4 separate regions of the Mus musculus genome follow, and regions 1, 2 and 3 are each linked to region 4. Evidence: chromatin contacts called from public Hi-C and promoter capture Hi-C data. All regions are on one chromosome and are shown on one strand. The core of a region is the stretch at or near the end of the contact, and the rest is flanking DNA. Distances in the headings are between cores, read along the strand shown.

The links. Promoter capture Hi-C pulls out the DNA fragments that hold promoters and counts their contacts. A called contact is a pair of places that touch in the nucleus more often than the background predicts.
Region 1: a contact with region 4 is called in a promoter capture Hi-C map of neural stem cells. The contact joins the promoter of 4930533K18Rik here to the promoter of Fam13c in region 4. A contact is called at or near these places in 7 of 39 promoter capture datasets (the 3T3-L1 cell line, 3T3-L1-derived adipocytes, cranial neural crest and 4 more).
Region 2: a contact with region 4 is called in a promoter capture Hi-C map of hippocampal neurons, with 2.9 times the contacts expected there. The contact joins the enhancer-like site here to the promoter of Fam13c in region 4. A contact is called at or near these places in 10 of 39 promoter capture datasets (the 3T3-L1 cell line, 3T3-L1-derived adipocytes, the HPC-7 cell line and 5 more), 1 of 484 Hi-C or Micro-C datasets (cortical neurons), 8 of 115 datasets of contacts at active chromatin or transcription factors (astrocytes, embryonic forebrain, embryonic hindbrain and 4 more) and 1 of 9 other capture datasets (embryonic stem cells).
Region 3: a Hi-C map of uterus shows a contact between it and region 4, with 4 times the contacts expected there. The contact joins the enhancer-like site here to the promoter of Fam13c in region 4. A contact is called at or near these places in 4 of 39 promoter capture datasets (the 3T3-L1 cell line, 3T3-L1-derived adipocytes, cranial neural crest and 1 more), 1 of 15 datasets of contacts at CTCF or cohesin (the NIH/3T3 cell line), 4 of 484 Hi-C or Micro-C datasets (cerebral cortex, cortical glia, cortical neurons and 1 more), 4 of 115 datasets of contacts at active chromatin or transcription factors (astrocytes, embryonic basal ganglia, embryonic hindbrain and 1 more) and 1 of 9 other capture datasets (embryonic stem cells).

What each region holds. Positions count from the first base shown.
Region 1 is chr10:70,865,778-70,871,503 of GRCm38.p6, reverse strand. 4930533K18Rik (RIKEN cDNA 4930533K18 gene) reads right to left here and starts at 2,863. Exons shown (of 6, transcript NR_166097.1): 1 at 2,692-2,863.
Region 2 is chr10:70,948,412-70,954,520 of GRCm38.p6, reverse strand. Bicc1 (BicC family RNA binding protein 1) reads left to right here. Exons shown (of 21, transcript NM_031397.3): 9 at 995-1,126; 10 at 4,396-4,582. Among named protein-coding and RNA genes, the nearest start is that of Gm24486, 69 kb to the right of the region's middle. Within about 2 kb of position 4,515, at least 58 of the 459 cell types and tissues checked have an H3K27ac peak or open chromatin away from gene starts, as enhancers often do. A contact at or near this core is called in astrocytes, cortical neurons, forebrain and 3 more, where this site is marked.
Region 3 is chr10:70,812,577-70,818,225 of GRCm38.p6, reverse strand. No RefSeq gene overlaps it. Among named protein-coding and RNA genes, the nearest start is that of Gm40689, 15 kb to the left of the region's middle. Within about 2 kb of position 3,710, at least 24 of the 459 cell types and tissues checked have an H3K27ac peak or open chromatin away from gene starts, as enhancers often do. A contact at or near this core is called in forebrain and uterus, where this site is marked.
Region 4 is chr10:70,438,480-70,444,621 of GRCm38.p6, reverse strand. It overlaps Fam13c (family with sequence similarity 13, member C), which reads right to left and starts at 3,712. Exons shown (of 14, transcript NM_024244.4): 1 at 3,547-3,712. The coding sequence starts at 3,608.

The DNA of each region.
Region 1 (5,726 bases), core at 1,614-4,113, 430 kb before region 4:
TTGAGAGCACCTTGCTAGTGTTTGTGAGCACTTTGAAGCCCATTTCCTATATTGTACCAAAGATGGTTCTCTGGGAAAGCACTTAGAAAAGAGTACAAGGCACGAAACAGATCAGAGACGGTGAAAGTGGAATGATTGTTAACATTCTGCATCTGCAAAGGTGTCATTTTCTATTTTCACTCTCAAAACTAATAATTTTAGGAGGAATGATAGTGCCTAAGAAAGGGTAATTTGGGAAGTTTACCCAGTTGGGGAAAAATGCAGATTGCAGGATGGGGGGACGGGGTAGGGGGGGTTGGGAGTGGGGGTGGGGGTGGAGGAATAAGGACCAGGTTTGGAGGCATGGGATGGCAAAAGGTTTTGAGAGAGAGTTCATTCTAAATGATGTCAGCAGAGACAGTGGAATGAAGAGTTTGATTGTTCTTGGGTGCTAAGTGTTTTTTCTTTGAATACAATGTAGCAATAAGAAAGCCAAGGTAGATCCTCTCAAATACAAACTGAGCTCTGCAGACACCTGTGGTCTGGTCTAGTCCATAGTCATCTAATCTGTGATTGATGCTTTCAAAATGTGTCATTATTTCATACACCTGCCTTTAAGTAAGAGACAAACACCTCAGATTAATGTTTTAACAAGTCATCACTATAAGACAGATCCGGTTTCTGAGCTGTCAAAAGGCAGAACCCTGTGTTTCAGTTCAGACCCACAGAAAGTGCTAAAATAAAATGAACCCGCACTGAGAGTGGCTCTCACTAGCCGACAGGGCCTTTTGTCGTCTTCTGTGTTTTATTTCAAGTGTTTTATTTCCTTGAGGTCATGAATCACTCTTCTAATTAAAATGAAAACATGGTTCTGATGCTTTGTGTGGAAATTCACCAGGAATGAAAGTCTGAGATTCTGAGACCAACTTCTTTTGTTGGCCAGAATCCTATGAATGCCTTGGCTCCCAGAAAACCAAAGTCCAGCAAGAAAGTCTTTGAAGTCACTACAGGGTGTGTTCTCTCAGGTTTCTGAGCTTCTAGTGAGGGCCCTTCCTCAGAACTTGAACTTAACTTTACTGGGCCTACATTTCTTTTGTGTACAAAAGCAGGCTTGCCCAATCATGAAAGATGACATGACCACAACTTCCAAACAGTATAGTGTGTACTTCCCCTTGAAGGATGACTGAAATTTTAGGTCATTGGTGCTTCTCAGACCTCTGTATCACTTAAGTTGTCTTTGATTCCTCAGATCATCAACTGGACTCAAAGTTTGAAGAGTCTGTGTCACCTGAGGCTTAACTCCAGCCACATCCACACGGATGGAAGGAGACAATGAAAGAGTTCGTGTGTCATCTACCACCTTCAACTATAGACCAATGTAAGAGAAGTTTAACCAGGAAAAGTTTAACAGTTCTTCAGGCCGGATACTAGCTTAAGCCAAGCTCCATCACTCAATTCAGATGAATTTTCATAAGAAGCATTAGCTAAGGCTAGACCAGCTTAGGGAGGATAAGGACCTGCAAAGATGTCACCTCTAAAGAAACAGCTTTTAAAGATGGTTACGATTACAATATTCCAGAAGCATCAGAAGAAGCTTTTTTGAATATCAACCAAACATCCATGGTCAGATAGTGAGATATAAAGTCATCCATCAGTCATGTGGGCTCCCTTCCTGACCAAAATGTTTCCGGGGCCAGACCCTCAAAACCTAACTCTGACAATGAGCTGGATTTGTTTGGAGCCTTGAGGACTGTTTCACGAAGCCCTGGGCAGGAAAGACTCGGTAGCCAGAAGAGGGAGCTTGGTTCTCAAGCCATGCCAAGCCAAGCCAAGTCAAGCCAAATAGTTGAACTCAGAGGCCAAAAGTAATTTTGATTATAGCAGTATCTGTTTCTCCATATGTCCTCCAGATGTTCCTTGCAGAGTTGTTTCTAGAAAGACATGACATAAGGAAGATGTGATGGTTTGTATATGCTTGGCACTTGTTAGAGTAGGTGTGCCACTGTGGGTGTGGGCTTTAAGACCCTCATCCTAGTTGTCTGGAAGCCATTATTCTGCTAGCGGCCTTCAGATGAAGCTGTAGAATTCTCAGCTCCTCCTGTATCATGCCTGCCTGGATGCTGCCATGTTCCTACCTTGATGATAATGGACTGAACCTCTGAACCTGTAAGCTAGACCCAATTAAATGTCCTTATAAGAGCTGCCTTGGTCATGGTGTCTCTTCACAGCAGTAAAACCTTAACTAAGACAGAAGTCACTAAAAAAATTATACGAGATTTACAATAAAATCTTAGTATGATAAGAAGAGTAGAGACAAGGCTATGCAGCAGAAAGTACCATCAATATGGAGATGGAGGGGAACTTTTAACTTAAGAATTCCTAAGGATCATGTGAAGGACAGGCTCACATCTGGACCATAGTGAGAAGCCAGGGAGTCAAAATTGACACTTGAATCACATAAACAGCTCCTTGTAGGGGAAAAAAAAATCTGCCTCAGTAGCTTGATCCAAAGTAGAGAATGTTGATAGGACTCCGAGTAGAACCCAGAACAGGTTGCAGGACAAGCCATACACTTCATAAAGAAGTACAGTTGGGCAGCAAGAGCGGTGTTTGGTGGTTAGTGGCTCTTTAGGACCAAGGAGGGAAGACCTAGAGAAGCACGCATTGCTGCACTTTAGAGATGCACTGTGACTTTAGAATTTGGGTGATCACCTTAAGCCAGTCATTGAAGCTACAGACTGTGTTCATCAAGTGACCTGGTTCCAAGGATGATGCTCCATAGGGTTCATTCCTGGCCACTGCCCCTGGTCTAGTAAATGGAAGCTGGAGGACATCAAGACTTCAATTTAGCATCTTATATATAATCCAGGGTGTATCTGAATGCATTCTCTAAGTTCTGAGACTTCATCTGGTGAACCATGAAGAGTCCTTGTGACTTCACAATGGAGTTCTCTTTCTGAGCATCACCTGACATCATGCAGGAACACTGAACCGCTTGATGATTGGCTCTGGTGATACGTTTGTTACCTAAAAAAAGGAAGCCTAGAAATAGATACAAACATCACCCCTTGTAAAACCTCCTGTGGATATGACCCACATATGTGTGTATGTGGATATTACTCCTCACTAACCTGTCTGCAGGTTCTAGAGATAAGGCTTCTTCTCTCAGAAAAGATGCCTTTGCCCAAAACCAGCACCCAACATGGACATGGACCCAACAGCCATGGCAAGAACATAGAACAATGTCCCTGATAAGCTCAGGTGGGAAAGAAAATTCTTTTCAGAATACTTGAAAAGCACATTAGATAACACGTTAAGGTGATACTTCATGACCAAGTGGGTATCATTTCAGGGGTCAAGGAAAGTTCAACATAACACAAATCAAGATTTTAGCACAGTCATTAACAGACCTGAGGATGGAAATCATAGGACCCTATCATTGTGGAAGAGGTCACTGACCAAGTTTACCAAGGTCTTATGGTAAAAGCCTCCAAAAAAACCCAGAAGCAGAGGAAACACACCTCAAGGCAGCAAAGGCTATATAAGACTAATCTAGGGCTGGAGAGATAGCTCAGCGGTTAAGAGCACTGACTGCTCTTCCAAAGGTTCTGAGTTCAAATCCCAGCAACCACATGGTGGCTCACAATCACCCGTAATGAGATCTGATGCCCTCTTCTGGGGTGTCTGAAGACAGCTACAGTGTACTTACATATAATAAATAAATCTTTGGGGAAAAAAAAAAGACTAATCTATAGCCAACATTATACTGACTGTGGAAATGTTTAGAGGAAACCCAGGAATGAGACAAGGGTGCCTACTCTCTCCATTCATACTCAGGATCCTACTGGAAGTTGTATGAAATAGTAAGGCAGAAGAAGCCAATAAATACATTTAAATACAGAAAGCCAAAGCAGTCTTATGCACATGCCATGTTCCAATACTCAAACACCCCTGAAGAATCCACCAGAAAATGCTGAACAGGTCTGACAAACTCTTTCAGTGAAGTTGCAGGATACCGAGCAAACACACGAGGGCTGGGAACGTGAGTTGGATGGTGGCGTGGCTGCATGGCGTACAGGAAGTCCCGAGTGTGATCCCCAACTTGCATAACCAGGTATGTTAGTTCACGCATCTGTAATCACAGCAGTGAAGTAGCAGAGGCAGGGGAAGAGACGTTCAAGGTCTTCCTTGTCACAGAGCAAGCTGTGGCCCCATCTCAAAGACCAAAACCAAATAAACAAACAAAACAAAACAAAAAAACCAAAGGAAAAATAAAATCGGTATGCAAGAATTAATAGTGAAATAAGCCAGACTCATAAAGACAACTACCATAAGCACCACGTGTGGACTCTGATTTAAAGATAATTATATAGGAAAGAGAGCAAAGCAGAATTAATGGGTGTAAAAAAATGCCATCTTGAAACCCAGTATTCTGCATGCTAACTTAAGTTTTATTTACAAATCTGAAAAAAAACAAAAACAAATTAAAGATGCACAGACCATGATAGGGAAGCTAAAGTTTAAAGGGAAGGAAAGGAGAACTCTTAGGCTGTTCAGAGGGTGATGGAGGAAGAGGAAGTGATATTAAATTCACTTTCATAATCTAAATTGAAACACATGACATTAAAGCAGAAGGGATACTTCGGTCCTTCTTAGAAGGGGGAACAAAATACCCATGGAAGGAGTTACAGCGACAAAATGTGGAGCAGAGACTGAAGCTATGACCATCCAGAGACTGCCCCACCTGGGGATCCATCCCATATACAGTCACCAAACCCAGACACTATTATGGATGCCAACAAGTACTTGCTGACTGAAGCCTGTTATAGCTCTCTCCTGAGAGGATCTACCAGTACCTGACAAATACAGAGGTGGATGCTCACAGCCCAACCATTGGACAGAGCACAAGATCCCCAATGGAGGAACTAGGAAAGGACCCAAGGAGCTGAAAGGGTTTGCAGCCCCATAGGAGAAACATCAATATGAACCAACCAGTACTCCCAGAGCTCCCAGGGACTAAACCACCAACCAAAGATTACACACAGTGGGACCCATGACTCCAGTTGCATATGTAACAGAGGATGGCCTTGTTGGGCATCAATGGGAGGAGAGTCCCTTGGTCCTGTGAAGGGTCTATCTCTCCTACTCCCCTGTAGGGGAATGCCAGGGCCAGGAAGCAGGAGTGGGTGGGTGGGTGAGCAGGGAGAGGGGGGAGGGGATAAGAGGTTTTCAGTGGGGAAACCAGGAAAGGGGCTAACATTTAAAATATAAATTTAAAAAATCTAATAAAAAGTAAAAGTAAAAAAATTTAATTTAAAAAAAAATTAAAAAACAGTAGGGAGACTGTGGTCCAGTGGGTTGGCCTGATGCTGCTTGTATTCTAATTCAAATACTGGTTCCTCAAGATGTGCTTGCCCCATTTCTTCACACACACACACACACACACACACACACCCAGGAGCAGACCATCACATACTCAGGTGATGTCATGTGAACTTTCTCCCCAATTTAACTGGTCAATAAAAGTCTAGAGCCTGTGATTGAGCAGTGGAGAGGAAAGGTGGGACTGGAGGCTTGAGACGGGGTGGTAGGGAGTTGGGGGGGGGGGGGGGGGAGAGGGGGAGGGGGAGGGAGAGAGAAAGAGGGAAAGAAGATGAAGGAAGAGGAAGCCACCATGGACCAGAACCAAGTGACCAGGAGAAACAGCAAGTAACAAAGGGCCTTATAGCTGGGGAATAAGTTAGTAT
Region 2 (6,109 bases), core at 3,266-5,765, 510 kb before region 4:
CAGTTTTTCATTTTGATCACAGTGTACCCAGCATTGTCCAATACATGTGAAGAAAGAAAGAAAGAAAAAAAAAATCCAGTGACCAGGCTGGAGAGATGGTTCAGTGGTTAAGAGCACTGACTGCTCTTCCAAAGGTCCTGAATTCAATTCTCAGCAACCACATGGTGGCTCACAACCACCTGTAGTGGGATCCGATGCCCTCTTCTGGTGTGTCTGAAGACAGCTACAGTATAATCAGATATATAAGGTCAATAAATAAATCTTTAAAAATATCCAGTGACCAAGGACTTGAGCTGAACAGCATTCTATACCAGAGGAAGAGAAGCCAAGTGATTGTAGGCAGTGAAGGGCAAAGCAGAGATGAGAGCCAAAGATAGCCACTGTAGTGACACCCCCCACCCCCCGAAAGGGTTGAGGGTTGGAACAGTGGTTCACTGCACATGTCTGAGTGGAAGGACTTACAACTTCAGCCAACTTGGAAGGAGAGCTCTGAGGGATTACAGACTCCACCTATAGGACATTGAGATTTGGGCCTGGCCTGGTGGAAGAAACAGATCCAGGGTGTGCAAATCTGTGGTAGGATGGGCCAGGCTGGGCCAAAGCAGAAGTTAGTAAACAGCAGTTGGGTTCTCCATTAGGATACAGTGGTTTGGCTCCCAGGAAGTCACCGAGCAAGGACACATGACCCTGACCCTCAGAGTGGTGAAGACTCTCTCAGTACAATTGCTAACGGAACTGAAGTCAGACAGTGAAGGGTTTTTCTCTAGTAAAGAGTAGACTTAAAAAAAGAAAAGTCACACCAAACCCACAAGCTTAACAGATGCAGTTCCAGTCCCCCAGATAGTCTCCTGCCCCTCCCCTTGGTCACACACCCTCCTTGCTGTGAAGAGGTAAATGGTATTTAAGTTAAATACTTGATCGTGTGTTATTTGGAGATGCTCAGGCATCAGGTGCTGAGATGACTAACCCCTGACACTCCTACTGTCTTGTCTAGGGGTGTCTTCCTCTGGTGTTGATGTTTGATATGAAGGAAGACATTGAAGTGGACCCACAGGTCATCGCACAGCTGATGGAACAGCTGGACGTCTTTATCAGTATTAAACCAAAGCCCAAACAGCCGAGCAAGGTTGGTCTAGAGTCTGCACCCGATGAAGCATCTGGAATAGCCTTCCCTACCCACTCTGGTTGTTCATTTACATGGGAATAATTTCTGATACATATATTTGGCTATAAGAGTTACATTTGTAACAGTGCCCCCTCCGTTATCTGCCTCCATTTTCTTCATGGTTTTTGATTTTCATGTTAGTTTTTAGTAACATTGTTTTTCTATAAATACAGGAGAAAGAAAAGTCTATTTTTTACCACATCTGACTTGGTAATTTTGACAAGAGATCAACCAACCCAATCAATACACAGGCTAACGAAGCAAACAGACTGTTAAAAACAACCAAACCATGATGTTCAAATGGCTAGCGAACATAAAACTGTTCAGCCTCACTAGCCATCAAAGGAGAGCAAATGTAAACTCCATGAAGATCCCATGTCACCCCAGTCAGGGTGGCAGTCGGCCAGGTGCTCGTGAGGGGGTGGAGCAAAGGAAGTGCTCCCACACTGATGGTGGTAACCTAAACCAGCCAAGCTGTTAACGGAAATCAATACTGAACTCTGTCAGAAAGCCAAAGCAGACCTACTGTGTGAACAAGACACACCACTTCTGAGTATTTATTGGAAGGACTCTTAATTTGCAATCTGCTGACTACAGGCTGGTTGCTAGGGAGTAGCTAAGGAGACTCATATGTTAAGTGTATGCATGTGTGCGCATGTTCAAATCAATTTGCAGAACGTCCTGTGCTGGCTTAGCGGAGCTGCTGCTTTTTCTGTTCTCTCCTTTTCTTTAATAAAGCCCATGAGTAATGAAAGCTCTCAGCCGCCTTAGCGCCTTCTCTGTCCAATGCTATCTGGTAATTTACATGGACAGTAAATGCGCAGTGGGAGAAGTCTGATCTGAAGTGCCCTGAGAAAGCAAGAAAGGAAGACTGTTCATGCATTAATATTGTGAAGCCTGCTGCAGCTCCTTTAAAGCCTGGGACCCTGGGACCTCACCAGTGGTTGTCACTGGCAGCCATTGTGCTGCCGCTGTGCGTGCTGAGCAGAGGTGAAATGAATTGAAGGCTCTCAGAGTGGAAAAACATGTTAGGTAGCAGTACTTACACTCTTATATTTTCCAAATCACGAAGCATTGGCTGGCAGGGAGACCTGGGGCGGTGTGGGGTGTGGGGGTGCATCCCAAGTTCACCACTAGGAGAGAAAGCATGGCTACGAAATAATCCAGGGGGTTAACAAAAGTCACATGCAAAATTGTCTGTGTTCCAGGTATTAAGTATGACAATGTTATATTAATCCTCATTTTTTTCTGAATGTTTAAAACTTAAAAGATTTATAGACTGTAATTAAATTTTGAAGTTTGTGGAATGTTTTGAAGAACAGCTGAGTTTTCCCTAACTTTTTTTTATTTTTATTAAATGCTGGTTTTTAATTGCTTTATAAAGTCTAGTGAACGGACTTAGCAATGTAGAGAGCCACTGCTTTAGTGCAGGGGAATGTATCATAGAGTAAAAAATAAACCAGTAATCATCCGACTTGGTTTGGGCAGCTGTAACAGTGCCACAGAGCAGGCAGCCATGGATAAGGGAGTCTGTAGTCATGGACGCCAGCCAGCACAAGATTCAGCCTGGACCAGCTTTGGTGTCAGGGTAGGACCTGGGTCCACATTCACAGGTGCTACTCCACTCTCTCATAGAGAAAGGTGCTTGCGTGCTCTCTTTCTCTCTCTCTCTCCCTCCCTCCCTCCTTCCCCCACATCTCTTCCCTAATTCTATTCAGTTTTTTGTGTGTACACATGTAAGTGCATGTGTGTATGTGTGTGTGCACATGTAAGTGTATGTGTGTGCATGTGTGTTGATGTGTGTATATATGTATGTATGTATATGTGCAAGTACAGGTATATATGGAGATGTGCGTGTGTGTGTGTGTGTGTGTGTGTGTGTGCGTGTGTATCCATGTGTCCACACTCACGTGTGTAAGCCACAGAAGGATGTGCAGTTAGATTCTCGAGTAGGAAGTCCTGAATTACTAAGGTAGATAAATCTGCCATACTTTACTAAAATTTCTAAACCAGAGATGCCATCTTGTGTATAGAATGCTTTATGTGTATCTGTCTTGCATATGATTTCTACATGAGTAAATGTGATATTTTCTGTTCACCTGGAGGAAACAACCACACTTATTATTATTTTATTTTTTAGAGAAAACTTTAAAGCGCCCCAAGACTGGGGGAGCAAGGTTGAGTGAGTTCAGAGATTGAGACCAGGCCATGGGATTTAGACATCATAAAGCCCTGTTTGACTAACTTAATCACAAATACCATCAGTTCAGATTCCGAGAAGGGCTTGGCCAAACAAAGACAGAAATAAAAAGAATTCCAAGAGCTCAGGAGAAAAACGAACCTATGTTAGGCTGAAAGAAATTGTGTTTTGATGGCTGGATTCTAAGTACTACTACTACTACTACACACACACACACACACACACACATACACACATACATATACACACATACATACACATATGTGTTTATATATGTATACATATGTATATATACACATGTATGTTTATATATATACATATATATGCTTAGACATTTAGTATATAAAAGATATATAAATTATATAATTCTATATGTATATGACATATACATATAGGAAGTAAGGAAAATTTATATATATACACAATTATTATTATTTATAAAATATATCATTATATATAACATAATATAACACACACACATATATTTCATAAGATTTGCCACAGATGTGGTCTCACTGGGGGTTGGTGGTGCCTAGAGGTACGTCAGCTAACCATTAGACCGTGTATGTTAAAAAAAAAAAGAAGCCAACTGTAACTGTGCAATCTATACGTGATGGTGGGTTTGATTTGGCTTCTGCAGGTAATGAGGTGGTGAGGAGGAATGCTTCAGTATGAAGCCCAGAGGCTGTGTAGTGGGGCAGCTGGACTTTGACACCAAGAATTTGCTAAATTTCTAAGCATGCCTGGATAGGAATCCATACCTTAAAAGGTTAGGTAGGGATCGGGACCTGCATGCTGGCTGCCCACAGCATCATGCTCTCAATGGTTTGCAGACACATAGACACACACACACATACACACACACACATAGTAGGTGGGGACTCACGTTTTACGGGAGTGTCAGGAGCAGAGGCTGATAGGGGGTGGTATCCAGCCTCCTGTGGCCACTCATTTACATTTTCATTACCCTTCTGTCATTGTATGCCTACCTCAGTGTCATCTTTTTTCCCCCCATTATGTGTTTTCATAGTCTGTGATTGTGAAAAGTGTTGAGCGAAATGCCTTAAATATGTATGAAGCAAGGAAGTGTCTCCTCGGACTTGAAAGCAGTGGGGTTTCCATAGCAACCAGTCTATCCCCAGCATCGTGCCCTGCCGGCCTGGCCTGTCCCAGCCTGGATATCTTAGCTTCGGCAGGCCTCGGACTCACTGGACTAGGTATAAAGTTTATTATTACCACTGGGGAACGGCTTATCGGGTTCCCTGCCCTTTTCTACCATTGTGCTGTGTCTAAATTCTATTTTCTCCTCTGAGCCCCAAAGCCCGGTGACGGTGACAAGCAACCGGGTCGGGACCTGATTCATCTGGCCTGAGTTTTTTCTTTTGTTAGCCTCCGTGGTTTTGGGTTGCCCAGATTCCTCCGATGCCAGTGTAAATAATCGCAGCCTGCCTGCTCTTGTTCTCCGTGGCGCGTGTTTGTTCTGCTAAATTAAGAATGCCATCGAGATGGAGGGGAGCCGCTGACGGTGATGGATGCGCTCTGTGTTGTCTTGCTTTGGCTGTACTGCCCTCCCTCCCTAGAGATAAAGATCCAGTTTGTTCCAAAAAGTAATTGCAAATCTGGAGGGCAGCTAGAGAAGGGGGAGGGGAGAGTCCCTGAACCCACTCCCCCACCTCCCATTCCCCTACCCTACAGCTAGGCCTGATAAACCCAAGGCCAAGCCAAGCTTATACCACTCATGGAAAGTGCAGTGAGTCCTTGCTGATCCTGAAATAGTGCCCTCATCTAGAAGACCTTTCTTGTAAGCTGGCCAAGAGCTCTGTTAGCATTAGACCAGGCTTACCATTTTCCTTCTCGTTTCCCAGATGCCTTCATGTATAAGGAGAGCACAGTAGGTCACATACATAGTAGGATGGGCTGTGTTAGAGCTCACTGGTAGGATGCACGCATGAAGACCTAGGTCCGATCCCCAACACTGAAAGACGTCATGTGTGTAAAACCTGTTTGGGCTCCAAACTGTCACACTCAGACACTACTATGGTGATGCAGGTTCTTCCTCAACCAAAGCTGTCTCTTCCACACAGGCCTGAACAGCCATAGCAACACAGCAATACTGTGGACTGGGACGTCCTGGTGGACTTACAACAGTTCTCAGCCTGTGGGTCGCAGCCCCTTTGGGGGTTGCACAACCCTTTTGCAGGGGCTGCCTATCATATATCCTGTATGGCAGTTACACCAAGATTTGAAACAGTAGCAAAATTATAGTTATGAAGTGGCAGCAAAATAATTTTATGGTTGGGGGGGCTCACCACAACAGCAACTGTATTAAAGGATGGTGGCATTAGGAACGGTGAGAACTGCTGACTTAGAAGGGGCCCGTTTTATTGTGTTCTAGTTGAGAAAGTGGTTGGAGAAGCCGAGTTCCCTGAGTGGAGGAGAGGTTTCCTTGGCCACCCAGCTCCTATAACACTGACCCATGTGCACTTCAGAAAACACACAGAAATGAACATCATCTTTTAGACCCCAAATTCCCAAAGGAGAATCTCCCTGGTTACAGCAGGCGCTAGGTTTCTTGAGAGCAGAGAGAATCCAGCACAATCCCTGGGCAAGTTTTAGTCATTGGGTTGGAGCCCACAGGAGTCAGTGTGTGCTCAGACCCGCACGCAACCATCTGGTCCAGCATCCTGTGTACGAAGTATCAGCCAGCCAGTCTACCACAGGAAAGGCGCTCCTAGGCGCTGCCG
Region 3 (5,649 bases), core at 2,461-4,960, 370 kb before region 4:
AGACAGCCTCTCCTAGACATGGCTGTGTCAAAAACAGTGGGAGAATGATAACATCAACAGACATACTAAGTCAGAAGGGGGGAAGTTTTTGTGGGGTCCTATCCATAGACAAAGAACTACAGACAGCTCTGCCTTCCGGGAGAGGGAGAATAAGCCTTCTCAGGGATGAACCCCCTTATTGGTTGTCTAACACAAAATAGTTATCCCTGAAACCATGTATACATGAACAACAAAAAGGGACTCAGCAGATTGTATTTATAAATTTCTGCTCATATACCTATATGTATATAACAATAATAATCAAATAAAAAGGTTATCGCTTGGAGAAGGGAATGGGAGGAGCTGGGGAGGGAAGAATTGGGGAGAGATGTAATTCTACTTTAGCAAAAGTTTAATTTTTATTTTTTAAAGATTTATTTATTTATTTTATGTATATGAGTACACCGTAGCTGTACAAATGGTTGTGAGTCTTTATGTGGTTGTTGGGAATTGAATTTAGGACCTTTGCTTGCTCCAGTCGGCTCTGTGCACTCTGGTAGACCTAGTTCACTCAGTCCCTGCTTGCTCTGGCCCAAAGATTTATTTATTATTATAAATAAATACACTGTGGCTGTCTTCAGATGCACCAGAAGAGGGCATCAGATCTCATTAGGGTGGTTGTAAGCCACCATGTGGTTGCTGGGATTTGAACTCAGGACCTTCGAAAGAGCAGTTGGTGCTCTTACCCGCTGAGTCATCTTGCCAGCACCCCCTCCCCCTTTTTAAATGCCGTATGCCTTACCTCTCCCTTCAGCTGCCCTTGATTATATAATATAAGTGACTCCCAACTCTGCTCTTTCATCAACTTACTCTGTGTTTTATAGAAGAAGTCATTGAGAAGGTTCAGCGCTTCTCAGGACTGCTCTGCCCTCTTTCAAAGCTATTCCTGTGTGTCAGCTTATCTCCTGGGTAATCTCTCCCCTTGAAGCAACAGTTTCCTAAGGAAATATAACCCACAGTTGGAGAATAAGTATCCAATCTCCATAATTCCATAAATAAGGAAATTGATGCTTGCCCAAGGCATGAGCCACTTATGAAACATTGCTCACTACTCAGCCCCAAATCCAGGAGTTTATGGATTAAGTTTCAAATTTAATTTTCTCTCAATATTTTCAATTACTCCTTTGTTAAAAATACAAAAATAAAAATAACTTTTGAATGTCGGTCTCTTGGGTGTTTTTTTTTTTCTATTTACCTTAATCCTGTGTTGCTTTTCTTTTTTCTTTTTTTTAAAAATCAGGACTGAGCACTGATGTATGGTCTCTGAATCAATATCACACACACACACATACACACACACACACACACACACACACACACACACACACATACACACTTTTTTTTTTTGACAAGCAGAGAACAGCTTCTCTTTGTCTTTCTTACAAGGCTGCCTCTCCTCTTATTTCCTCTCCACCTCCAGTTCTCTTTCCTTTCACAGCATCTAACACCCCATGCTTTCTCTTGGGTGGGAATCCTTAGTTCCTTGGATCTCCAAGTCCTCCCCTAAGATGGTTAACTCCCCCCTGGCATGGGGTGCACTCAAGGATCTATAAAGGTGTAGTATTTACATTGTCCCCAGCATGGCAATTCCACCACCACATACATTTCACCTGTAGGACTTGGAATGGAGGACACGAGTCAATAACTTCTTGGAGTTTGGCATCTTAAGTAAACTCTATGTGTTTAGTTTGATCTGTTTTATGCTGATGGATGGATAGTAAGATAACACTGTGAGCCAGGGAATGATAAAAATGGACCTGGGGTCAATATATCTTGCAGTATGCTGGCAGACGTGGAAATATGAGAAGGCTTGTGGGGGGTACCAGGTACCAGATCCTCCCAACCGACTTGATGTAGACAGGAGGGCAGGGGTAGAAAGGTTGAATGCTTTATGTCCCTCTTGCGACAGAATGGGCTCTTGCATTTAGCTCTGTCTCCAGTCTATCCAAGGCATCCAAGTTCATTTATAGTTCTGAATTTCCAAGAACTCTTGAGTTCTTCCCTAGTAGGAAAAGAGGAATAGTAATGATGGCCAAATCTTTTTTTTTTAAAAGATTTATTTTTATGTGCATTGGTGTTTTTGCCTGCATTCATCCATGGGACAGGAGTTATAGACATTTGTGAGCTGCTATTTGGTTGCTGGAAATTGAACCCGGGTCCTCTGGAAGAGTAGCCAGTGCTCCTAGTCACTGAGCCATTTTCCCAGCCCCTGTGATAGCCAGATCTTAAAAATTTCCCTCTGGTCATGAATGATTCATCCAGATCTCTGAGCTCTCATTTAAAGCAGACACTGAAATTCAGAGTAAAAGGTCCCTGTCTCTCTGTCTTTGTCTCTGTCTCAGTCTCTCTAGTAATCAGTCTTCTAGAGTTCTGATATCTAGAAACAGCATTGTTCATGACCACAGGCATTGGGCTAAGATAAAGAGCCCACAGGGATTCAGGCTCAACAGTGACCTCTCTGGGGATGGAGGGTGGGGATGCAGAGCACACATGAATATTCAAATCTCTTGAATCTGATCTCACCCACCCACCCAACACACACAGAGAAGAACTTTCCCTTGTTATAACCTTTTAGGACCCTATAGCATTTATCTGCACCAGGTCTCTCAGGACAACAATTGCCTCAGCGATAAGCCTTGCTTCTTTCCCAAGTCCCAGATCCAAATGACTGTCTTGTTTGTCCTTATTAGTTCTTCAATAGGTTCAGAGCCCTTGGTTCAGAGAATTGTTTCTGGAAGGTTCCATGGGCAGCTCCATCTCCCTTTCTTTATTTTTGAAGCATTTTTGCTTTTGAGAGTCACAGGCCAAGATTCTTGTCAGCTGGTATTGAGATGTTTGGTTTGATTTGACTCTGCAGTGTTCTCAGGAACGTTAAATGGCATTTTCCAGGCAACCCACATAATAAAAGGATGACTATGGCTAAGGCCAGTCTCAAGAGGTAGCTTAAAAAATTAAAACATGTGCCTGTTGCAAAACTTGACGTTCCCAGAGTCAATTCTGCCAGGCTTGCTTCTGAGATCTTCCTGGAATGCTTTCCCTAGGCCTGGCTATTCCGGTGAGTGTTCTGGCTCCTGCCTCTTTCAAATTCAGTTTGTCAGTTTTTCCATGTGCGAGCATAGCATTTTGGAATAGGAGCGGCTGTTATGTTTTGAGCTGATGCTTTGAGCGCTCATGGCACATGGCACACAGCACACACAACTTTGCCGAAATTTTTGGTGCGAATTCCAAGTCTCGTCTCCTCTTGGGATCTTTTTACAGCTGTTTTCTGATCCAGGAAATCCTTGGACAAAATAACAGATTTGCTTTCTGAGATACAAGGAGCTTTATGGAGGAGTAAGAGATTCCTGGCATGTAACTGGGAACAAGGCTCAGTCTCACCGTTCCCCTAGGAACTATTGACATCAACACAATTCTCCAGATGTGCATCTGTTGGCGTCCAGAGTTACTGAGACCCAAAACAGAGCCCGCTACACCAGTTAATAACACAAACTTTTACAATCATTTGCACTCCACGGGAAATGGCTGGAAAATGAAACGGTTGGGCCTGTTGGAATCTAAGCCCCTCCTGGCTTCAACAACTTAGAAAATTCCAGAGAAAATGGACATACAGATAAAAGGAGATGAAGATTTTGCAGCTCTATCTATACAGCCAGTAGATGGCAGACACGCATTAGAGTCTGAAACGGATACTACGTGGTGACACTGTAGTCCCCAGTGGTTAATGAGCGTTTCAAGGTAGCTATAGAAAAACAATTAAAAAAAAATGTTACCTTTAAACAATGGGTCCTTGAACTTCAAAGCTAAGATTGTTTGTTTCTGTTAACCTGGGTGGGGATTCCACCCAGAAGCAATCCATTACCTCTAAAAATGCTTTGAGAGAAAAAGTATCCACTGAGGCAGACCTTGCGTTTCTTTGCTCACTCAGCCATCCATTGATGGATTCAACAGCTATTTGTTGATCTCTCTCTCTCTCTCTCTCTCTCTCTCTCTCTCTCTCTCATATTCATTTATTTACTTATTTATTTAATGTATATGAGTGTTCTATTTGCATGTATACCTGCATGCCATAAGAGAGCATCAGACCCCATTACAGATGTTTGTGAGCCACCATGTGGTTGCTGGAAATTGAACTCAGGACCTCTGGAAGAGCAGCCAGTGCTCTTAACTGCTGAGCCAATCCCATCTCTCATTTTTACTATTGGATCAGTTGTACTCATTTTCTCTCCCAGTTAATTTCAGATTTGCTAAGAAAGTCCTCATTCATCTTCATGCATTCAGTTAACTTAACCTGCCACCCTGGCAGCCAGCAGCCAGGCTACATGGGAATTTTAGGAGCTTTTTTGCCACACGAGAGCTACTCCTTCAGACCTTCTTCTTGTACTTCAGGATGACTTCCCAGAGTCCTGGCACTGTCTTCAGATACATATTTTTTTCATCTCAGTAGCCTGAGGATTGAGCCCAGTACCTAGAATACGATGGAGAAAGAAAGAAAGAAAGAAAGAAAGAAAGAAAGAAAGAAAGAAAGAAAGAAAGAAAGGAAGGAAGAAAGAAAGGGGAGGGGAGGGAGGAAGAGAGAGAGAGAGAGAGAGAGAGAGAGAGAGAGTCAGTCTAGGCCCAGGCCAGTTTCGACTAGGAAAGCTATGAGTCTTAGTGGACCTAAAAGGAGATACCTTCTCTTATGTACCAAGAAAACCACAACCAACTCCTGCAAGGAAAGAAATTAATAAGACAAAAACAAAATAAATTATCTTAAAGCTTTTGTGTGTTTTAGACATGAAAACCTAAGTACCCTGTGAAAATTATTTCTTTGCTTAGCTTCCATGAAGAAGAAGAACTCTAGAAATGATGGGACAGAGGACTAGACGTAGTGGTGGAGACAAAGGGCGAGCCTACCAAGTCCTGCGCATACAGTATCCCCTCGTTCTTGCCTGAGGAAGAAGAAAGGAAGGAGCAGTTGAGGCTTTGTGGCTTATTCTCTGGAAGGAGCAGTCTAGTTCTATCATTTGGGGAAGAAGGATTCTGATTCCTATGTCTGCTCTAGTCACCATGGCCTGCCAACTCAGCACAGCCTGAAAAGGAAAAAATAAGGGTCTTGATTGAGTCATTGTCTTTATAAGGTGGATCTGTGGGCATTTCTGTGAAGAGTTGTCTTGTTTGTCGCCATGGATGAAGGAGGTTCCAGTTGAGTATGGATGGTGGTGACGTCATTACCCAGGGAAATGGTCTGAATGTAAGGTACAGAGGGAGCCAGCTAGCAATGAGCATCCTCTACAGTTCCTGCAGCATTCCCTCAGCTGTGCATATATTCTCTGGCCAGAAGTAACTGTAGGTGTTATTTTTCTCAACTTACTTTAATAAAGGTTCAACCTCCCCTCTAGCCCACCAGAGGTAGTGGGGGAAAAAAAGGTTATTAGGATATGGGGGAAGTGGATCTCTTTAGAAATAGTACTTTGGTGCGATTCCAGTCTTTGCTGTTCTCAGTCCAGCCCACTAGCAAACACCACACCTGAACCAGCAGCTGCACTCCGGTGCACTCTGCAGATACCACACACAAATCAGCAACCGCAGGTCCATCCAGAAGAAACTGTGAGGCCCACCAACTGGCCCAAG
Region 4 (6,142 bases), core at 2,463-4,962:
GATTGAGATGAGCAGACACCAGCCTGGCCCCGCCTCAGCCCCATACAGCTCTGAGCTCAGGTAAAATGTGAAACTGTGTAATGGGGCAGGTTGTCTGTAGGGTTCTGTTTTTTGAAACATCTCTTGTAATCCAGCCTGGTCTAAAACTGTGCTATGTGTAGCCAAAGATGACCTTGAACTCCAATCTGATCCTCCTGTCTCTACCACCAAGTACTAGAGATTATGGTATTCACAACCACTACCACCATTCAGTTTTATTTGGTGCTCGGAATCAAACCCAGGGCCCCCCCAGCCCTGTCATGTAAACTTTTTTTTTTTTAATGAGCATTGGTGTTTGCCTACATGTATGTCTATGTGAAGGCATCAGATCCCCTGGAACTAGAGTTACAGACAGCCACATGGGTGCTGGGAATTGAACCCTGATCCTCTGGAAAAGCAGCCAGTGCACGTAACCCACTAGGCCATCTCTCCAGCTTCTTGTAATGTAAACTTTTAAGCAGCATTGCCCAGCCACTTAACTAGTATATGCTTCTAAAATGATGTCATCTAACTGTTTCTAGAACCCAAGCTACCTCTGACCTGACTCGCATCCAAATTCTAGGTCTTCTCTTAGCCTGGAGGGTCTATAGCTTTCACCAGAGTCAGTCTTCTCCAGGTGGAGGTTATCAGGTCATTGTGTTAACCACCCTTAGAGGCTCCTAGGCAGGACTTTGGCAAAGGAGGCACCAATCTAAACACAGTGACCCAGCAACAGACTTTAAAAACAGCACGTCCTGAAAAGATGCTGCAGAAGTAACAAAAGGCTAAGGCCACTCTGATGTTGGGGGAGGGGGCTGGGGGAGGGATTGTATAGAGAATGAGTTAAATTCACCCAGATCTGCACAGGCCTTTCAAGGCCTGAGAAAAACAAAACGAAAAGGATTCTGCCCCTTGATTCCTAATTCCACTCTTCCTGTGACTCTTCCCAGGACCTCCAGCTGGGGAGACAGAGCCCTGGCTCAGTGGGACACTGTCTTAGGCTCAGGTATGAAGACCTGAATGTGAGTCCCCAGCAACCACTTTAAAGTCAGTCCATCCTAGTGGTGGTACCTATAAAGCCTTGGGTCTGGGGATGGATGGAGACCGGAGGATTCCCCAGAGCTCATTGGCCAGTCTTAACCCATCATAAACTCCAAGTTCAGTGAGAAATGAGGTTGAATGAAATCAAAGGAGACATAGGATGTTAACCTCTGACCTCCAAAGGCTCCCTCATGCACACACTGTATGAGCGCACACGGCACACATATGCATACACACACAGGCGCGCGCGCACATACAAATAATCACGACTGGTCAAGCAGCATCCTCTCACATAAGTCTATCTGATAAAATAATTCATAGGGAACTCTAATGACTGCTTGGATGCGCCTTCCAAGGCACAGAGTTTTTAATTTCCATTTTAATAAGGATCAACACCAGAGGCCTGAACTTTCAGTGGTCTGGAGAGGAGGCACTGGACATGGGTGAAGACAGGAGCCAGAGGATCTTTGCCTCTCAGAAACATTGAAGAGGAAAGAACCTCCTCGGGACAGACTAACATGGCACCCAAACACTTCCAGGACAAGCTGCTATGTCTGTGTCTCAGGATAGCACCCTCTGGTCCTGCCGGGAGTCCACAGACCCAGGAACAGTTTCATATTATTGAGAGGAGAAGATGAACAATGTTCCGTTTTGACAACCACTGGTTTAGGACGCCCCTCAGCTGAGCCGGGTCACACCTGTGGGGCTTTGGGTGTGTTGCAAGTTCCTTAGATTCTTGCATTAGCCAGATGGCTTCCCAGACACTACTCACAGCCTTTTAAAAGGAACCTCTGTCACTTCTCTGAGGGTAACGTGATCTTATGCAATCAGAACTCCTTGGGGAGTATCCAAGGACAAGACACCAAGAGTCTCCCCAGCATTTAACCATAACAAACACACACACACACACACACACACACACACACACACACACCATATGAAAGCTGGAACTAAAAGTCTCCATCTTGAAACTCCTGGGCCTGTGACTATGGCTGACTCTAGGAATACAGCCACACAACACTCCCAAGAATCAGGCCCAGAAAAACATGTGGTGCCAAGGAACCCAGAGGAAAAGAGAGATGTTACCTGACCACTTATCCAGGAAATTCAGGCCTCATCCTTGGCCCACAGGTATCTCTCCCCACCTCTCTCTTTCTCTATCTTTCTATTGCAAGGCAATGTCACTATCGTGTCCAGGGTTCCAGTGGACAGGCCATAGTGAATCATTGAAAGTCAACCTGGTCCTTATTTTAAAGAGACCCCACTTAGATGAGCTCAAAGCGGGGTACTAAGTCAGTAGCAAACCAGACAAGCAAAAGTGCATGGGGAAGAGGCCCAGAAAGCACAGTGGAACCTCAGCCCTCCCTCTCCAAGTCTCTGCAACAGTGGCAGGATCTGAAAGCCAAAAGATGCTCTCGTCACTGTTCAGGTTTCTTTAGCAAACAGCTTCTAAGCCACTTGTAGCCTCTGTATGAAACTCACAATTCTCTTAAGTAGTGGGATACACAACTTTGCGCATGCACACACACACACAGCCTGCTGCAAAAAGCTTTTACCGAGTAGCTTTTACCAAAAGGTCCCAGAAGTAAACACTAATTTCCCTACGATAAAATGGAATACATATAGTTTATACTCCCAGCTATATGTGAATTGCATACAGTGCCAGCAAAATCTACTCCACGTTCACCTCTGATATATAGATTCTATTAAGAAAATACTAAGGAAGAGATGACCAAAATAAAAACAAAGCACTATCAATATCAACACACACACACACACACACACACACACACGCACACACACGGGCTGGCCTAGAGTAAAACATTATTTCCCTTCCCTCCACTATGAACTGTTATTAGGTTGTTAGTCAGGCAAGGCGTTTCTCTATAGTCACATTATTGTGGCCAGACGAGAAAAATCACAAAAAGGCATCTAGAAAAGTTTACCGCACTGTGTCTTAAAAATCTGTACACACGGAGAGGGAAGGTGAGTTTACCCTGTTTAAATATGCTGGAATTAAACTCCTGCTAGCTCACATCCGTCTATTTGGGGCAAATGTACACTGCGTGCACTCCATGAAAACTGACACTCATGTTGGCAAAATACAACCCAGCTTCCTTTCTGACATGTCACATAGATTTTTTTTTAAGCTAAGCTCCAAGATTGCATATTTTGGGCCACGGAGCCTCCCGCAGCAATCAAGCTAGGTTTATTACTCCCCCCACCCCCCGCTTCCGCTCCTCACTCCCTACCCCCGCGCACCCTCCACCCCGAGCTGCCAAAATACTGGCTGCAACCTGTGTGAGGTTTGTGGGCCCCGCCAGCCTCGCAGCCTCAGGATCCAGGAGACAATGCATCGCCTGGAAAGAGGGCTTGGGGACAGGGGTGGGGTGGGGTGGAGTGGGGTGGCAGCGGGAGGGGATACCTTCACCATAGTTGCTTCGGAGACAGGAATGCAAGTCGATTGTAAGGGCAAGAAGCACTTACTCAGTTACAGCGGCGCTGCCGAAGGAATTATCCTGAAGGCTGAAACAGAAACAAGAAAACATGAGCCAAGTGCGGCCGGGGAGCCGTCTCCCTAATTGCTCTCCCGGAGTTAGAGCACCCACACAAACATGGCATTGCCAGGCAAGTCTTAGGGCTCGCCCGGCACGCTCGCTCTACCTTGGGCTGCTGTCTGCACATGCTCCTGACGACACCCCCAGCAGGGGCCCAGCGGCACCGGCGAACCACAAAGCCCAGCAGCCCGCGAGGCTGCGGGGACGATGGGGCGGGGCGCGGCGGCGCGCGACCGGGGGCTTCAGCCTCAGGAACCTGGAGCTGCTCCGCGCAACCCTGGTAGGCAGCTAGGAGCTACAGAGAGTCCAAGCTGCTTGAGCCTGCCACCTCAGCCTCAGCTGGCAATACAGATTGCGTCGTCCCCCCCACCCCCCAGTGGATACAATGCCCGCCTCCCATGGCTTGTTACCTCCCCAGCCCCCACCCCACCCTAGGGATGCAAACGAGCAAAGATGCTTCTGTCGCTTTTCCTGAAAGCATGGAGAGATCGAGAAGGAGGAGAGGGATATGGATGCTGAGTTTTGATTTATTTTCACTGTGTGTTGGTTTTTATTGCCTAGAACAAAAGGGCTCCCAAGGGCGGGCTGCATCCCGACAGGTCCGTCTGCGCTCTTGTTATTTTACTCCGCTAGAGGAAGCGCCCAGCGCAGGACCACAGAGATGTGAATGAACCTATGCAGGCGAATGTAGAATGCTTTCCAGGCCTTCGCTGATGCCTAGGACACCGTGCCAGGCGGGGAGATGGACTCCTACCCCCACAGCAGCCCCGCACCTTCACAAAGGATGGAATGACAACTCACAAACGTTGTTCCCTTTGATGGAGTCTACTTTGTTGGGGGAAGGGAGGGCCGGTCAGCCCCACCCCCACCCCGCTTTATTCTTGCTTGGAGATGTTTACCCTGCCCCGTTCCCATTGTCCATGTTTCCTGACATGTTGACCTTGACTTGGAAAGACCTGCCTCTGAATTTTGAAATACGATCACAGACTTACGTGTTGAACTATACTATGCATGTGTTCTTAATCCTACTGTCCCATGGAACTAGGTTCTAGATGGCAACGTGAAGTCTAATCACAGGATATCTTCCTGTCCTCAGATCCAAAGACTGTCACTTTCCCAAACGCCCCTGCGCTCGAGGGCTGTGGTGCCCATTCTGGGTAGTTCAGTGTGAAGAAAGACCAGCCTTTTGATTGCGTAAACATCTCCAGTGATTCATCTAGAACAGAAGGAACAATGCTTTCACCTGAAAAACAGCAGTTGATATGAATATGCTGTGGACCAGTTGAAAATATAATGAACCCTCTGAGAGGCCCAACAAGCAGCTGAAAGAGTCAGATGCAGATACTAGCACCCAACCAATGGACAGAAGCGGGGGACCCCTGTGGATGAATTGGGGAAAAGCTGGAAGAAGCTGAGGAGGAGGGCAGCCCCATGGGAAGACCAGCAGTCTCAACTGACCTGGAACCCGGAGATCTCTCAGAAACTGAGCCACCAGCCAGGCGTCATACACCAGCTGATATGAGGCGGCCAACACATATACAGCAGAGGACTGCTGGGTCTGGCCTCAGAGAAGATGCACCTAACCCTTGAGAGACTTGAGGCCCTGGGGAGTGGGGAGGTCTGGTAAAGTGAGGGGAGGGGGTGGCGACATCCTCTTGGGGGCGGGGATGGAATGGTGAGCGGGGGCGGGGTGAATGGCAGACCAGAATAAAAATAAATAAATAAATAAATTTTTAAAAAATAAAAATAAAATAAAATGAAATAATAAACGTGCTCCACAAATCCAGAGATTCAATAATGCCCAGAGGGAGGAAAAGACTAGTTCTCCACAGCCCACAAACAGAAAGGATCCAGAAAAGCTTGTAAGAACTATTCATACAGAAGAAAGACAGTCAGTTCAGTATATTATGGCTAAAAGTTAAGAATACTCTAGATTAAAACCCTGATGGAAACCACTTGGGGTTTTTAAACACTCATCCAATTCTTGATCGTATCTTCATCTGTTTTTTTTTTTTTTTTTTTTTTTTTTTTTTTTTTTTGGTAAGAGGTTTTCAAGTGCCTTTTTAAAATGAGATGTCCTGTTCACCCTGGAATGAACAATACTGATGGATATCAGCAAAGGTTCCTTTGGAGCCTTCGGCTTATCTGAACAACAGTTTGGGAAAAGTTCAAAGGGAGAAGAGGAACATTGTCACAGAGATCTGTAAGGAAGCCAGAGTATTTCCCAGGCCAGCGACAGGGTCCAGACTTCTCTGTGGTTGTATGTAGCATGGCTAAAACATGGTTTTTTGGTTTTTTTTTTTTTGGGGGGGGGGGTTAAAGGAGAGGAGACGTTACAAATTCAAGGACAGCAAAGAAAGCTATTCTGTCTTTTCAACTCTGAGACTGCACCTAGGTAGGCAGAATGTTGTGCACAAGTGGAGAACAAAAGGGAAAAACAAAGGTACTGGGTAGTTGGGCTTCTCAAACTCCTTAAAGTAAAATGTAACTTAGGCTAAACAGACCGACCACCATCATGCCTACAA